Linked DNA regions of Mus musculus: region 2 is linked to region 1. Evidence: chromatin contacts called from public HiChIP or PLAC-seq data. All regions are on one chromosome and are shown on one strand. The core of a region is the stretch at or near the end of the contact, and the rest is flanking DNA. Distances in the headings are between cores, read along the strand shown.

Region 1 (3,889 bases), core at 527-3,026:
CAACACTAGATCGACAGGGAAAATGAAGGTGGTGAAATAGCTATGACGTCACAGCTCCTCTGGGGGTCCCACCCTGACTCCTGACCACAGGGTGGCACACTTTCCGTGCTTATATAAATCAAGATAGTTCAGCTTTTAAAAAGGGAATCCTGTATCCTAGGCTGGCTCTAGACTCACTACACAGCCAAAAATGGCGTTGGTTTTTTGTTTTCCTGTTTCTACCTCCTAAGTGCTAGGATTATAGGCTTTCACCTAAATCGGGGTGGGGGTGGGGGTGGTTAGAGCCTTGTGCCCTCTAGGCGAGCCACCTTTCAACCGCATCCCCAGTCCTACAGCTGCCACTTTTGAGAAACAAATGTGTAGAAATGAAGCATCCTGAGAAAATGTTTGAAGTAGCAGTAACAAATGCAAATCTGGGTGGATGGCGTAATACAGAAGTGTGAACTCATTCAAATGAATGCAAGCAGAGGCACCCGGACTCAGAGCTCACCAGCTACCCACACCGTAATCATGATAACCACTCAGGATGCTTAATAAATGAACCGGATATTAACCCAGCCTTGGGATCACACTGTGTATAGGGCTTGGCGCCTACAAATAGGACTTGAGGTGTTTCTGACCCCTGCAAAGAATTATGAGCCAGTGTGAGGCAGCATTTAGGAGCTCCCCTTGCAGCATAGGAAGCCCTAGGAGTCAGGGTCAATACAGAGTCCTCTAAAGACACACAGAGGAGTGCTAAGAAGACCTTGGGTGGGGTGGCCGTGGGGTGGGGGAGGGGAGCTCACTGGCCTCAGAAATGGCAAGAGAAGGGGGAAGGCACTTCCAGTTAGCAAGTGTGGAATGGAGCAAGAGAGAAATCCAGAAAGGTATTTGTGACTGTGACTGCAGGGAGACTGGCCAGCCAGGAGTCAAGGATGCGGAACAAGGGAGTTTCGATGTAAGAATCTTTTTTTTTTTTTTTTTTTTTTTTTTTTTTTTTTTTTCTCGAGACAGGGTTTCTCTGTGTAGCCCTGGCTATCCTGGAACTCACTCTGTAGACCAGACTGGCCTCGAACTCAGAAATCCGCCTGCCTCTGCCTCTCAAGTGCTGGGATTAAAGGCATGTGCCACCACTGCCTGGCTCGATGTAAGAATCTTAAAGAGTTCTGCAAATGAAGACACTGACTCAAACATCAACTATCCATGCCATTTGAAGAAGGCAGACAGTAAAATGCTCCTGTACTTAGGACTTTGAAAACATCGCCATCGCTCGCTTTTAGTATAACTTCAGTTTCTTCCTTCCCCCACCCCCCACCTCCGGTCCCACTCGTTCCGGCCCAAAGATTTTTTAAAATTTTATTTATTTATTTATTTATTTATTTATTTATGAATGATATGTAAGTACATTGTAGCTGTCTTCAGACCCACCAGAAGAGGGCCTCAGATCTCATTACAGATGGTTGTGAGCCAATGTGGTTGCTGGAATTTGAACTCGGACTTCTGGAAGAGCAGTCAGTGCTCTTAACCGCTGAGCCATCTCTTCAGCCCAGTTTCTTAATCTATAAAGCGGAGATAATTATACCAGTCCTGTTTTACTGAGATCTGAGACTAAATGGGAAAGGTCATTCCATTACTAGGGTGGGGCTGGTGTGGGGCTGGTGTGGAGCTGGGGTAAGGGTGGGGTGGGGATGGGGGTGGGGTGGTGATGAGGTGGGGGTGGGTGAGTGGCGAGCACTGGTTCGTAACCCATCAAGCAGCCCGTGACATTTGGCCTGGAGATGCTATCTGTAGATTTTTATTGCTCATTTCCTGTTTCATCCTTGCGTTGCCAGGTGTCTAGCTGCACTGGCAGGCTTTCTGGGCGTCTCTGCAGCCAGCCTTCTCGTGGTGCGCCCTCTAGTGTTGAATGCTTCAATGACTTAATCTAAATGTAAATGTGAGCGTGAAGACTCTGATTTACAAGGAAACTGTCCTTAGGAGTGCTAAATAATAATAATGGTGGTAATAATAATAATAATAATAATAATAATATTTTTAAAAGCTCTGTTTTATACATAATATGAAAGACAGCATTTTGGGGCAGGGTATCATGTAATCCACACAGAAGACCTTGAACTTCCTGCCTCCATCTCCCAAGTGTTGGGAGGACAGGCTTACCCCACCACGCCTGGCTTTTGGGAGTCTGGGAGTGGAACCCAGTGTTCCATGCATGCTAGACAGTTACCCTGCCAACTGAGCTACATCCCTAGCCCCACAAAACGGCTTCTTGTTGTTGCTGTTGTTTATTTATTTTTGTTTTTGTTGTTTGTAGGCAGGGTCTCACTGTGTATTCCTGCTGGCTTGTAACTCCCTTTGTATACCTGAATGACCTGGACCTAACAGTGACCAACCTGCTTCTGTCTCCTAAGTGCTGGGCATAAAGACTTGTGTCAGCACACCCAGTTGTTGCTGGCTTTGTTTTGTTGTTTGCTTGTAAATAAGGTCTCACAGCTTATCTCTAACAGGCCTGGAGCTTGTAGAGATTCTCTTGGCTCTGTCTCCTAGGTGCTAGGGTGAAAGGCAGGCACACCACACCCAGGGAGGTCAGCTCACTTGGTGTTGCTCATGTGTTTATTGGTGCTGGAATCTCCCTGACATATTTAACCTGTCTAGACCTCTGTTTCCTCATCTGTCAGGGTAAGGTCTCCTGGGTCACAGCCCTTGTTTGTCTTCATAGTCATCATGATTGGCTTTAGGATCACCATGGAAACAGACCTCTGGGGCAGCGGATTTGTTTTTCAGAGAGTTTAACTGAGGAGAAACTCAGCTGGGGTTCCAGGACCAGTGAACCTGAGGCTGTGAGGGGAATCTTGGTACTTCTCTCTGCCTGCTTCCTCACCAGCCTCAGGACCAGCTGCTTCTCACAGTGTCCCCCCACCCTTCCCCCACCGCCAGGTCACGCACTGTTCTCTCCAGCACCAGCCGGAGGAAACCCTTTCTTCCTTAAGTTAGTTTCATCAGGCATTTTGCAAAAGCAATAGAAGAAGTAATTACATTTTGAGAGCAAAAAACAAAAACAATCGGTTAAAATGTTCTCAAAAGCTGTTAAGGCGCTACAGAAATACGAGGTGAGGAAATAGATCATGCGCTAGTCTAATTTTTCTGAACAGTGTATAGGAAACAGACATGTCTTAATTTTGTCTTTTCTTAAGCAGAAGAGGCCTACGTCAACATTATTGTGGATATTAATAAGAAATATATAGGACAGTGGTTCTCAGCCTTCCTAACAATGCAACCCTTTAATACAGTCCCTCATGTTGTGACCACCAAACATAAAATTATTTTTTGTTGCTACTTCATAGCTAGTTTTGTTACTGTTGTGAATTGTAATGTAAATATCTGTGTTTTCCAATGGTCTTAGGTGACCAATGGTCTTCATACCCCCATGAAAAGGTCGTTCCTCCCCAAATTTGTTGATACCTACAGGTTAGAACCACTGATGTAGAAGCTGTAGTCAGGAGACAGCTCAGTAGACAAGCTCAAGTGTGAACTTGAGTTCAAATTGCCAACACCCACAGGAGAAGCTGAGTGCGGTGGCGCCTGTGCCTGTGACCCAGTGTGTCAAGGGCAGAGAGACAGGAGGACCATGGAGTTTGAAGCTGCTAGGCCAGCATAGTTCAGGGAGGGAGGAGACCTGGGAGAAGCAATGGGGAGAGTAATACTACTCAGACATGAGAGTGCACACTTGAACACACTCGCACACACACACACATATACCATATTACAAACTCACACACACATGCACACATATCTGTGCATATACCGCATCACACATACATACATGCATACATATATGCATATGCCACATTACACATATGGGTATGCATATATCACATAATGCATACATGTGCATATACCACATCTTACACAC
Region 2 (3,721 bases), core at 65-2,564, 150 kb before region 1:
ACACTTCTTCCTTGTGTTTATTGGTATTTTACAAACCTTCTATAGAGAAATGTCCTTTTATGTTTCTTGGTATTTTAAAAAAATGTTTTATTTTATGTGTATGCATGCTTTTGCCCATAAACTGAAGGATGTATCTTTTATTACTGAATTGTGTTTTTATATATTTTAGATACGAGTTTCTCTTAGCTGTGTGATTTCTAAAATTCCCTCCTGGATTTGTACACTTATGGACCGTGTCATTGAGGTTTCAAGTGTTTGATTTTGATGATGACACTCAGTTACTCTGTTATTTTCTTTTATTGCTTGCTACTTTTGATGGTGTGTGTGTGTGTGTGTGTGTGTGTGTGTGTAAGTGTGTAAGAGAGAGAGGGAGGGGGAGGGAGGAAGAGAGAGAAAGAGAGAGAGAGAGAGACAGACAGACAGACAGACACACACACACACACACACACAGATTGATCAGGGACTAAGCCCAGAGCCCTCCCCCAATTCTAAGCTCCTCTACTGAGCTACATTCCCAACCTCTGGTGCTGATTCCAGTCCTTTCTCATGGGTTCACGTGTATGTGCAGGTTCACATGTGAGTGTGTGCAGAGGTCACACCTGAGATGTCAATCTTCAGTCCGGCCCACCTTGCTTTTAGAGCCTCTCGCCAGTCTGGATCTCACCAAGTGGTCTAAACAGGCTGCTCACCAAGTTTGCAGGGGCGCACCAGACTCCACCTTCCCAGCACTGGGCCTCCAAGCATGCCAGGGTGCTGGGGCTCTGGGGATCCAACTCAGGTCCCACTGCTCCTGCAGCAAGCACTTTACTGACTGAGGGATCCCCACAGCCCCTCTGTCAAGGCTTTGAAAGCCATACTTTCCTTGTTTCTTGCTCAGGATTTGAGAAATTTTTTTCTGATATTCTTTTGCAGTCCCAACTTACTCAGAAGAGTAGAAGCAAATATTTACCATGTTCTTACTGTGTCCAGACTTTAGACGGGGTGGCAGCCCAGGAAACCTGGAGTCAACCCACCTAACCTGACTCCGAAGCGTCAGAGCTCGGCTCAAAGCACCCCCTCCTCTTGGCATTTATTTCTGCTGCTGCAGGAAAAGGGTACGTCAGCTCTGGCTTTACACAGTGAGCTCTGCCTGTGTTCCTTGTTCCTTGCCCTTCCCTGAGGTCAGTCCCCTGCCCCACCCTTTCTAGGACTGCCAGGATCTTCAAGCTCTCCAACATACACACGGGTTCATCCAAAAGAGGCAAGACAGCCTCATTCGTGACTCAGAGTCCGGACTGGAATGCCGCCACCGGTCATTGACCCTCACCTCACCCTGATATGCTGAGTTTGCCCTTTGGTTGTGACAGTCCTGGCTTTGATAGCCAGAGGTAACTGTGGCACTACTGGGAAGTGAATTGGGCAGCATGCCTATAAAGTCCCACCGAGGCTCCCAGGTTTAAAATAGGTCAACTATCAATTCCACGCAGCATAGTCTTGAGGGGCAATGGCAGAGGAGCAGAGGAGCCTCTCAGGTCACAAGCTCCTCCCACGCCCCCTGCCTTCCCTCCTGTTCATTCCAACTGCCTATCAAATCCATTTGATTCTACGTAATTTCTTACGTTTCTCAGCCTCTCCCACTTCATCCTTCCACTTCTGCGTCCGTTCAGATCTTATCACATCTTAGGTCTACTAACTAATCTCATTGCTCGGTCAATTCTCTCATTCTATTGAATTGAACCATATCTCTTCAGCTGAGAGCCTTAAGGTTTAGAGAGCAAAGGTGCTCAGAAGGGGGCCGGCCATCGGAAGGTACCTCATCAACACGTGTGGAGAGCCTCCCCACCACACTCTCCCCACTGCTTACAGGATTTTAACAAAAGGCCTGTGGTTAAATAATTATTATACCCTACACCATTGGGCACAGGAAAAGCCCTTCTGGTCCTATTATGTGGATGATTTCAGGAACGCTCCTGGTCCGGTCAGCAAGTCACATCAGCATCTGGGGGCTTCAGTCTCTGAATCCTAGCTTCCTGTCAGACTTCTAGGATTGCAGATGCCCGTGTTGCAGTGCCTGTGGGCTCTGGAGCTTCGACCTCAGGTCCTCATGCTTCTCCACAGCAAGTGCTTTCCCCGCCTGAATCATCCCTCGGAAGAGGACGAGTTCAGCTCCCAGCACAAACAGCAGGCCGTCCACAACTTCCTGCAACGCCAACTTCAGAGGGCCTGATGCTCTCTTTTGTTTTCTGAGGGTACCAGCGCACACAAGTGTGTGCACATACACAGACATAAACATAACCAGAAATAAAGAGCAATTTAAAAAGTACTCAGTGTGTTAAGGCTCCGTTCTTTGGATATACATGGGTCAGCATCTCATTTTCATAGTTATGGGGGCATTCTAGCCTGTGTCTGTAGAGAGAATCTCTTGTAAGCATCACCTGTCAATAAAAAAGCCGATGGCCAATGAGCTGAGGCAAAAAACAGGAGGTGGGGCATCCAGCAGGTGAGGCCCCAGAATGTTGAACAGGACCGACAGGATGTACCAGAACATTGAGACAGACATATGTAAACCAGCAGGTAGCTGAACTCAGGATAGAATAAAGGGGCGATTCACCCCAGGAACTCTGAGGAGTCAGACGTAAGAAGACAAGAAGTGGGAGCCTGCCACGTAGCTGAACCCAGGTTAGAATAAAGGGATAATAAATTAAGAAGTCAGAGAACAAGCCTAAGCTTACACTGAAGACATTTATTAATAAATAATTAGTTTCAGAGTCATTATTTCTGGAAATTAAATGGCTGGGAGGAAAAGTGGTTTTTGTTTGTTTTGTTTTTGTTGTTTTTACACATGTCCCACTCAGACTACTCTCCTTACTGAGTGATCATTTCTTAACATACCCACATCTGTTTTCACCAGTTAGAACGCCTCATAAACACTGATAAAGACGCAAGCTGCCCGCTCCCCCCCCCCCCCAGATTCAGATGAACATTCTGGGACCCCACCTGAGTGAGAATTGTGGGAAATGTGTAGGTCAGCACACGAGACAAGGACTTTCTGCGTGAGCTTCTGGGACGGGGACAGCTGCTTCCTCCTCCTTTTCCAACTCCCCAGGCCTCCGCTGTCCCCTCTTCTCCAACCTCCCTAAAGATCTAAGCCTTTTTCAAAGACCTCTGTTCCCTCCTGCCCGTTCTCAGAACTGCTCCCAGTTGCTGCTGTCTTTTCTCTCTAGGTGCAAAGGTGAATGCCTTTGCCATCAGCTGGACAGTAGAGGAAGTTAAACTCTGCCCAACCTCAGCTCCTCTCAGGCGGGAAATGTGTGTGGGTTCTGTTGGGGAACTGCACAGTGGAGACTGGGACTAATGTCCTCCTGAATTGTCTAAGGGCAAGGATGTCCCTGAAGCCATCATTATTCTTCCTCCCAAAACAATGGTAGGAAAAAAGCAAAGAGATTGTGAGCCTCTAATACTGCTAACTACTAACTCATAACTAATCCTGTTATTAGTGGTCTGGCAATACTGGGTAAGGAAGTTTTATTTCCTTCCTGGACCTATGTTATTGCAAAGGCCCCTTGTTTGAAAATATTCATTTATTTCTTACTGTAGACAGTTTTGATCTGATAGTCTCCCTCCAGACAGAAGATGGGGTAGGCCTAGTCTTCTGGCACAGCAGCAAATAAAAACTCACACATAGAATCAGTGACAGAAGTGTAAAGGCTATGTTTGAAGATTCAGGGCCTTGGCCTATGTG

What was found. HiChIP or PLAC-seq counts read pairs in DNA pulled down with a chosen protein or histone mark.
Region 2: a FOXA1 HiChIP or PLAC-seq map of pancreatic cancer cells shows a contact between it and region 1. The contact joins two enhancer-like sites. A contact is called at or near these places in 7 of 39 promoter capture datasets (the HPC-7 cell line, cranial neural crest, hematopoietic stem and progenitor cells and 3 more), 4 of 15 datasets of contacts at CTCF or cohesin (CD8 T cells, the NIH/3T3 cell line, large pre-B cells and 1 more), 13 of 484 Hi-C or Micro-C datasets (the Ba/F3 cell line, the CH12 cell line, ECoMG myeloid progenitors and 9 more), 22 of 115 datasets of contacts at active chromatin or transcription factors (the 230-238 cell line, the HPC-7 cell line, T-cell acute lymphoblastic leukemia and 16 more) and 5 of 9 other capture datasets (adipose tissue, embryonic stem cells, liver and 2 more).

The regions. Positions count from the first base shown.
Region 1 is chr5:105,683,003-105,686,891 of GRCm38.p6, reverse strand. No RefSeq gene overlaps it. Among named protein-coding and RNA genes, the nearest start is that of Lrrc8d, 15 kb to the left of the region's middle. Within about 2 kb of position 1,776, at least 111 of the 459 cell types and tissues checked have an H3K27ac peak or open chromatin away from gene starts, as enhancers often do. A contact at or near this core is called in the HL-1 cell line, hepatocytes and pancreatic cancer cells, where this site is marked.
Region 2 is chr5:105,833,669-105,837,389 of GRCm38.p6, reverse strand. No RefSeq gene overlaps it. Among named protein-coding and RNA genes, the nearest start is that of Zfp326, 41 kb to the left of the region's middle. Within about 2 kb of position 1,314, at least 43 of the 459 cell types and tissues checked have an H3K27ac peak or open chromatin away from gene starts, as enhancers often do. A contact at or near this core is called in the HL-1 cell line, hepatocytes and pancreatic cancer cells, where this site is marked.